Regions from separate parts of the Mus musculus genome. Here all the other regions are linked to region 1. A link is a contact called in public Hi-C and promoter capture Hi-C data. All regions are on one chromosome and are shown on one strand. Each heading gives the region's core, a stretch centred on a gene start, on an enhancer-like site or on the middle of the called end of the contact. The rest is flanking DNA. Distances are from core to core; before and after follow the strand shown. Region 1 holds the start of Mapk14 (mitogen-activated protein kinase 14). Region 2 holds the start of Dusp1 (dual specificity phosphatase 1). Region 3 holds the start of Rab11fip3 (RAB11 family interacting protein 3 (class II)).

Region 1 (2,700 bases), core at 140-2,639:
TGAATTACTTCAATTAAAAGCTATCTACACCTCCAGCTCTAGTCCTACCTTCTTGATCTTGAGGGGCGCCCCTCTGCTCGGTATGGAAAACTGTTTTGTCAAACAATACTGAAATGAGCAGTGGTATGTGACTAAGCGGCGAGCTGGAGCGTCCTTGCAAGGCGCTGCCACCCTCCCTCCCCGAAAAGGAAATACGCTTTCAACCGAATCGGAAACACACCACGCAAGCTGGCACCGTGGTCCCCGAGATAAAGTCGGTATTTTAAGCTCTTCGGGGTGCTGCTAATTCAAGTGCGAATCCCAAAGGAACGTTTCCTGAGACAGGATTTTTCGATGGAGGCTTGCAAAAATGGGAAAAGGGGGAGAAAAAAGGAAAAAAAAAAAAATTCCGGGAAAGGAGCGCTTTCTCTTGCAAGTTTCGTTCAGGTGACCGCAGTCCCCGGGTCAGGCTTTGCCCTACAGCTCCTCGCTGGAGCTCCGCCCAGCTCGTCTGCTCCCCGGGGCAGGGCTCCCGCGTCCCGAGTGGCGGTACCCGGAGGCAGGGTCCTGAGGCCGCGCTGCAGCAGAGGACCCCCGGGAGGGCCAGTCTTGGGAGCAGGGAGAGCGCAGGGTAGAGAAGCATCCCACCGCGTCCGCAGCTGACCCGCTCCCGCACACGGCTCGCCCCCGACCTGCGTATGCAGGGCGAGGGGTGCAGGACACGTCCCGCTCCAGCTGCCCCCTGCACCCCCAGACACGCCCGGAGGAGAATTCCTGCCGCTGGGCGCATCGCTGAGCTGTGGGGACAGGCCTGGCCCTCAGGCATGCAGGGCCACCCTGCTTGCTCCACCGCGTCCCCCCACCCCACCCCTAACCCGAGGCCCGGCGACACTCACCACACCGAGCCATAGGCGCCCGAGCCCACCGGGGACAGGTTCTGGTATCGTTCGGGCACCTCCCAGATGGTCTTGTTCAGCTCCTGCCGGTAGAACGTGGGCCTCTCCTGCGACATCTTCCAGCGGCAGCAGCGGGGCGAGGAGGTGGCCGAGCGGGGGCTCCTGCCTGCAGCCGCACGCTCTCCTCTGCGCCCGCCCGCGGCAGACCGGACCCCGCGCCCGCCACCCGCGCAGGTGTGGAGGCTGCGACCCGCCGCCCCTGTCAGCCGCGGCGGCTCCTACGAGCGTCGGCAAGGTGCCGGAGCCGGCTGCACGGCTCGAGGCTGCTCCCGCCGCGGTCCTCCTGCAGCCGCTCCCCGGGGAGGGAGCGCACGCCGACGCCGCAAGACACCCGCTCGCGCTTCAGCGCCCCGCTTGGGCTCCAGTGGCGGCGATCCCACAGGCAGCGGCCGGGAGCCTCTCGCGGAACTCTCGCGAGAACAGCTCCAAGGAGGCCCCGCTCTGAATCCAGATCTTACCCAATATGGAACCTGCCCACGGGGCGGGGGGTCGCGAGAAGAGCGCGCAGGGCCGGCAGATCTCGCGAGAAGAGGGACGCGGCTTGGGGAGCCGAGGCAGGAACTCTCGGGGACTGGGCTCCCCGGGGCGCCAAGGGTGGAGGCCGCAGCGCGGGGCGCGCGCGCCTCTCTGTGGTCGCACGGGCGAATGCCTGGCGCCATGGCGGAAAGCCGCTGTGACAGCGTCGGGGAAGAGAGCCAAATGATCTTTGAACTCCGAGCAACCTGCTCACTAGAGTCGTCAATTTCCAAGAACAACTTGAAAGAACAGACAGGCCCTGTCCAGAAAGCTGTCGCATTCCGGTCTGCTCAAGGACAAGTGGCTCACCTCGGGATGCTGGTGAAACCTGCCCCCTAGGCAAATATTAGTCTTGCCTCAAAGCCCAGGCTCTCCCTCCAGGCGCTCCTACATGTTTTCAGGCAGAAGTGGCAGAAGGAGGTTCCAGGGACCCACAGGGAGTTCCAATGCACGAGGTCAGAGGTAGACATCATGAATGGCCACTTCCAGGCTGGGGACCAGCATTTGCAAGGCCCTGGGTTCAATACCCACTACTGGAAGGGGAAGGTACACACACACACTGCAAGTAGGTCATTCCATTTCAGGAAGGTCTTCTCATTTATTTATTTATATTTACACCACCTGCAATTCCGGCATTTGGAAAGACCAGAAAACCCTTCATATACATGCATACATATATATCTATTTACACAGCCTGTAATTCCAGCATTTAGAAAGACCAGGAGACCCTTTCATACTATTTATTTATATGTACAGAACCTGTAATTCCAGCATTTGAAAAGACCAAGAGACCTTTCTCTTATTTATTTATTTATACACAACCTGTAATTCCAGCATTTGGAAAGACCAGGGGACCCTTCTTATTTATTTATTTGTTTATTTATTTATTTGTTTATTTGTATTTACAAATCCTGTAATTCTAGCATTTGGAAAAACCAGGAGACCAAGCCTCTGCTGTGTAGTGATGAGACCGTATGTGCAACACCCCAAAAACCATCACTCGGGTTTGAGACCGACTCTTGCCCTTTAGAGCCATCCAAAGTTTAGAAATTTAAAAGAAAATTGGGGGGTGGGTATTAAAGACTTAATTCATGCCTCTGAGAGTATGGAGAACTACTAGGGCGAGCATTCTGACCGCATCTCATTTAGGTAAGTCTGTTGAGCTTTCTTAGGCCCTGGTTCTAGTCTCTACAAGATCAATGCGACCCTGCATTCCCACCTAGTGGAATCTTCCGTAGAAGCCGAGAAA
Region 2 (2,780 bases), core at 40-2,539, 2.2 Mb after region 1:
TCTAGGCAGAGCGCAAGAGCTAAGAGAGGCCAAAGCGGACGTTGCTGGGCAAAGACACATGGTAGTAAGACACCTCCCCTTGCAAAGAGGAAGAAACCGCAGAATGTTCCTGACTCGGCACCCCTTCAGAGTGGTGCAATGTTTATGTTTGTGTATCCAACTCCGTGGTGTTGCGGCGGACTCACTGCCTACCCTGTAGTCATGGAGTTTTGTGGAAGGACACACACACACACACCATTTCGGTCTTCCCAGGTGTGATGAGTACAGTTTGTCCCACAGAGTGGCGGATTCAAGGCTCTTGGCCCTGAGTCCTTGGTGTGCTCAGCTTCTGTTCAGTGGAGATGAAAGGCACGAGGGCAGATGCCTTTAATCCTTAGTAAGTCAGGGACAGGAGGATCTCTATGAGTTCAAGACTAGCCAGAGCTACACAGCAAGATCCTCTCTGAAACAAACAAAACAAAACAAAAGAAAGTTGTGTTGGGGGACAGAGGAGCAGCGGCTAGCAGCATCCTCTTGATGCCACGCGACGACAATGTTCTGGGCCGTCCCTAGGCGGCGCTGTGGAGCTCTACCCAAGTCTCCCCCACCCCACCCCCCCAACCCCAATGTTAAACCTGGGCTCCAAAGATCTTGCAACCCTCCTCCCTTTGCTCCAAGTAAGTCCTCTAGGGACCACCGCGGTAAAGATAACACTCCGGGGTGGGGGGTGGGAACTAACTGGAAGCATTCCCTTGTTCAGCGTAAAACTTTTAAAGTGACATTCAAGAAGGACGTCTCAACTCTCGCCATTTGTCCTCGGTATAGCCAGAGGGCTATAGACCGAATTAGTCATCTCTCACTACCCACTCCCCTTTCCCGCTCAGCTCGCCACGCCCACCACTCCAGCAGCCAGAGCCGGGCCAGCTGAGAACGTGATACCAGGAGTGGCCCCGCTCGTTCGGCGGAGACCCGCGGAGGGGAGCAGGGCAGGTGTCCTCAGGCCGCGCGTCCTGGCCACCCGGGCTGGCAGCGCGCCGTCCTGCCTGCGAGCCCAGAGGACAGGAGGGTGGGGGCCGGGCTGCGAGCCAGCGCTCAGAGCCGAGAGGCTCCTAGGCCGATGACGTCTTTGCTTTTGGCTTTGGCGGCGCCAAGCTCGGTAGGGCGGGTGACGTCACCGCCCGGTCACGTGTCTGCCATTCAAACAAACAAACCGTTCTCCCCCACCCCCACCCCACCCCCCGCTTCTGTGCCGCGCCCGGGACCGCCCCCGAGAGGCTACATAAAACCGCGCTCCGTCGGACGAGCGCGCAGTGAAGGACTGGCGGGAGGAAAGCGCGGTGAAGCCAGATTAGGAGCAGCGAGCACTTGGGGACTTAGGGCCACAGGACACCGCACAAGATCGACCGACTTTTTCTGGAGAACCGCAGAACGGGCACGCTGGGGTCGCTGGGGCTGGCCATGGTGATGGAGGTGGGCATCCTGGACGCCGGGGGGCTGCGCGCGCTGCTGCGAGAGGGCGCCGCGCAGTGCCTGTTGTTGGATTGTCGCTCCTTCTTCGCTTTCAACGCCGGCCACATCGCGGGCTCAGTGAACGTGCGCTTCAGCACCATCGTGCGGCGCCGCGCCAAGGGCGCCATGGGCCTGGAGCATATCGTGCCCAACGCTGAACTGCGTGGCCGCCTGCTGGCCGGAGCCTACCACGCCGTGGTGCTGCTGGACGAGCGCAGCGCCTCCCTGGACGGCGCCAAGCGCGACGGCACCCTGGCCCTGGCCGCGGGCGCGCTCTGCCGAGAGGCGCGCTCCACTCAAGTCTTCTTTCTCCAAGGTACGCTCTAGCTCTGGCAGGACTTATGCCATCAGCTAGGGAAGGGGCGTCCCACCTGGAGTATGGGGGCGCCGGCGTCCAGTCTCCAGGGGCTTGTCAGTGGCTTTGTTTCACTCCCATAACAAAGACTTCCTTAAGCCTTCCTTGTAAACTCGCAGCCCCTGGTGGGTGAGTGGCTTGTCTCCAGGTACTGTGTCGGTGGTGCTAATGAGAAAATATGTACCTTTGTATTCTCAGGAGGATATGAAGCGTTTTCGGCTTCCTGCCCTGAGCTGTGCAGCAAACAGTCCACCCCCACGGGGCTCAGCCTCCCCCTGAGTACTAGTGTGCCTGACAGTGCAGAATCCGGATGCAGCTCCTGTAGTACCCCTCTCTACGATCAGGTTAGTAGGAGTCCGGGTCCATGCAGGGCAGGGAGGTGGCAGAGCTGGCAGAGGTCTAGGAGGATTGTGCCAGGAGGATATAGAAAGCGGCTGCAGCTTTATTTATACTAGCGGGGACACGAGGATCTTTAGTCCATCATGAAGCAATTGGATGGAGCTGAGTCTCCCAGTTGCTGGCACGGAAGAGCTTGTTGGCTCTGTCCAGGCCAATGGGCTTGATTCTTTACGAATATTTTAATATGTCAACAGCAGTGCTGAGGTCACCAGTTTCAGAAACTCCCGTTTTCAGCGGGGAGTTTTTGTGGGCATGGGTACTGGTGCTCACGCTGGACGAGCTTGACGAATGCTGGACTGTTTTTTTGACTTCAGGGGGGCCCAGTGGAGATCCTGTCCTTCCTGTACCTGGGCAGTGCCTATCACGCTTCTCGGAAGGATATGCTTGACGCCTTGGGCATCACCGCCTTGATCAACGTCTCAGCCAATTGTCCTAACCACTTTGAGGGTCACTACCAGTACAAGAGCATCCCTGTGGAGGACAACCACAAGGCAGACATCAGCTCCTGGTTCAACGAGGCTATTGACTTCATAGGTAA
Region 3 (2,700 bases), core at 65-2,564, 2.6 Mb after region 1:
TCATCTGCAGCCCCATTGCTTGGTCTGAGCCAGGAGGTGTGCATTCTCTACACACTGGTTCTATTTGGGCACACAAATGCTGGAAGTCATAAATATTTTTCTTAGTTTTGGCACACAACAGGAACACCTGGCTCCTCAGAAAACTGATCTTGACTGAGAACACCAAAGGACAGGTGGATACTTACCATGACACACTAAATAGAAAGGTTGGCACTCACTGGAACTGCATGTGAGAATGTTTGTCAGTCAAAGGGAATTTCCAGTCCTTGCATTAGATAGAGGGGACTTTATTCTTTCAATATATATATTCCTCACAAAAGCATTCAGTTCTTACAGGAAAATAGGACTACATTTTAGGGAGGGAGCACATCACCTTCCTTTTTCCCAGCTGCTGGAAGTCTCCTATAATATGCTGGGAGTTTTGCTTGGGGATGACTCAGTAGATTAGCTGGCTGTACACCTGGAAACGGAGTTCAGTTTTCAGCTTTTGCCAAAACTGCTTATGAAACCATACTTGTCCATGGTGCCCACGAGTGTACAATTGGTTCATAGTTTCCCCTGGCTAAATGGCTAAATTTAGTTCTTGACTAGATGCACCTCATTGCTTCCAACTGGCTTAGTCAACTGCTCCGCATCTCTGAGCACGACCCTTTGATGATGATAACGGCATTAGTTAGCAATAAAGAGATAAGCGCTGTTTATGTAATTTAAAAACATGTTCAGAGCAGGGTTGTTTGGGCCAGTCTACAATCCATGGCGGCAGGATTAGGAGTTAAAGGTAGCGTGGGCTGCACAAGTTCCTGTTTCAAAAAGATACCAAACAACATATCAAAGTAAAACAACATCTGTGCCTCTTTATTTTACTGTGCGCTCCTGTGGATGAATGTGTGAGCCCCTTAGATCCTGTCCTTGTGTGAGAGACTTTGGATAATTCCTTACCTGGTGGGGCAATTCGAGCGCTCCTTCGCTCCTACTTGCTGCCAATTAATATTCTGGTTTGTACCACCAGTTTGTGAAGGAGTCACACAGAAGGGACTAGCGGCTTCTTTTGGGATATGCGAATGTTTTGTTCCCGTTCAGCAATAGTTTTCCAAAACCTATTCTCGGGCGCCTCTTCCTGCGACAGAACACTTCACTCATCCCACTCGCGCAAATCGTACGGAAAACTCGAATTGGGCAGAGCACCGTCGCCCCTAAGCTGTGCCCTCTTCGAACTCACCTTTATAGCAATCCATGGGGGCGTGATCAGGTTACACGGCGTGCTGACGTCACGCGCGACGGAGGGCGGGCCGGCGCCGGCGCCGGCGTCCCTCACTGGGTTCCTAAGCTCAGGCGCTCTGGCTTCATCCTCCGCTGCCCGGCCGGTGCCTGTCTCCCACCGTCCACTCCCCGCCACTGGGTCCTTACATCATCCGGACTGTGCCGCTGCCATGGGCCCGCGCCAGCCGCGCTGCGGGGCCGGGAGCCGCTAAGGTGCGGTGCGAAGATGGGCGAGGGCGGAGCAGGGCCCGAGCGCCAGCCTCAGCAGTCCGGGCGCCCCGCGCGCGCCCGCCCGCGTCGCCGCGGGGATGCCCGCGCCCGCCGCCGCGCCCTGAGCGCCTTTGTCTGCCTTCCGCGCCTTTCGTATCATCCCTAGTTTAGCCGGCGCCGGATCATGGAGCTGTGCCAGCCGACCTCCCTGTCAGACCACGACCAGCCAGCGTCTGGGCCCCAGCGTGGGGTCATGGGGCTGGTGGGGCCCGACGCTCCTCGCGGCTGGTCAGAAGAGCCCGAGGAACACGCCCAGCTTCAACGGTGGCCAGAGGGACCCAACGCGCCAATCTGCTGGCCCGAGGAGGTAGAGGAGCCTCACGCTCCTAGTCGCTGGGCCAAAGAGCCCAATGCCCCTCGCTGCTCGTCCCAGGAGCCCGATGAATCCTGTCACTTGGCAGAGGAGCTGGAGGAATCCGACTCCCCTCGCTGCTGGCCCCAGGAGCCAGACACACCGTGCCACTTGGCCAAGGAGTTGGAGGAACCCGACGCCCCTCGCTGCCTGCCCCAGGAGCCCGACACACCGTGCTACTTGGCCAAAGAGCTAGAGGAACCCAACATCCCTCGGTGCTGGCCCCAGGAGCCCGACGTGCCGTGCCACTTGGCCAAGGAGCTAGAGGAACCCGACGCCCCTCGCTGCTGGCCCCAGGAACCAGACGCATTCTGTCACTTGCTCAAGGAGGTGGAGGAACCTGATGCCCTTCGCTGCTGGCTTCAAGGGCCAGACGCACCGTGCCACTTGGCCAAGGAACTGGAGGACCTCGACTCCCCTCGCTGCTGGCCCCAGGAGCCCGACGAATCCTGTCACTTGGCTAAGGAGCTGGAGGAACCAGACGCACCGTGCCACTTAGCCAAAGAGCTGGAGGAACCCGACGCCCCTCGCTGCTGGCCCCAGGAGCCCGACGTGCCCTGTCTCTTGGCCAAAAAGTGGGAGGAATCCGACGCACCGTGCCTCTTGACGGAGGAGCTGGAAGAGCCTGACGCCCTTCACTGCTGGCCCCAGGAGTCAGAGGCACCGTGTTTGTTGGCCAAGGAGCTAGAAGAGCCTGATGCCTCTCACAGCTGTCCTCAGGAGGCGGACACAGGGTGCCTCTCGGCCAAGGAGCCAGAGGAGCCTGATGTCTCTCACCTGTGGCAGGGGGTACCCGATGCACCGTGCCTCTTGGTCAA

The links. Hi-C and Micro-C count contacts between places; a contact is called where the count stands out from the background. Capture Hi-C pulls out chosen DNA fragments and counts their contacts.
Region 2: a Hi-C map of CD4 T cells shows a contact between it and region 1, with 5 times the contacts expected there. The contact joins the promoter of Dusp1 here to the promoter of Mapk14 in region 1. A contact is called at or near these places in 1 of 39 promoter capture datasets (pre-B cells) and 1 of 484 Hi-C or Micro-C datasets (CD4 T cells).
Region 3: a promoter capture Hi-C map of liver shows a contact between it and region 1, with 2.3 times the contacts expected there. The contact joins the promoter of Rab11fip3 here to the promoter of Mapk14 in region 1.

What each region holds. Positions count from the first base shown.
Region 1 is chr17:28,690,031-28,692,730 of GRCm38.p6, reverse strand. Mapk14 (mitogen-activated protein kinase 14) reads right to left here and starts at 1,389. Exons shown (of 12, transcript NM_011951.3): 1 at 876-1,389. The coding sequence starts at 991. It also overlaps a transcript of Slc26a8 not described here.
Region 2 is chr17:26,506,981-26,509,760 of GRCm38.p6, reverse strand. Dusp1 (dual specificity phosphatase 1) reads left to right here and starts at 1,289. Exons shown (of 4, transcript NM_013642.3): 1 at 1,289-1,804; 2 at 2,042-2,187; 3 at 2,557-2,776. The coding sequence starts at 1,438.
Region 3 is chr17:26,068,132-26,070,831 of GRCm38.p6, reverse strand. Rab11fip3 (RAB11 family interacting protein 3 (class II)) reads left to right here and starts at 1,314. Exons shown (of 14, transcript NM_001162868.2): 1 at 1,314-2,700. The coding sequence starts at 1,655.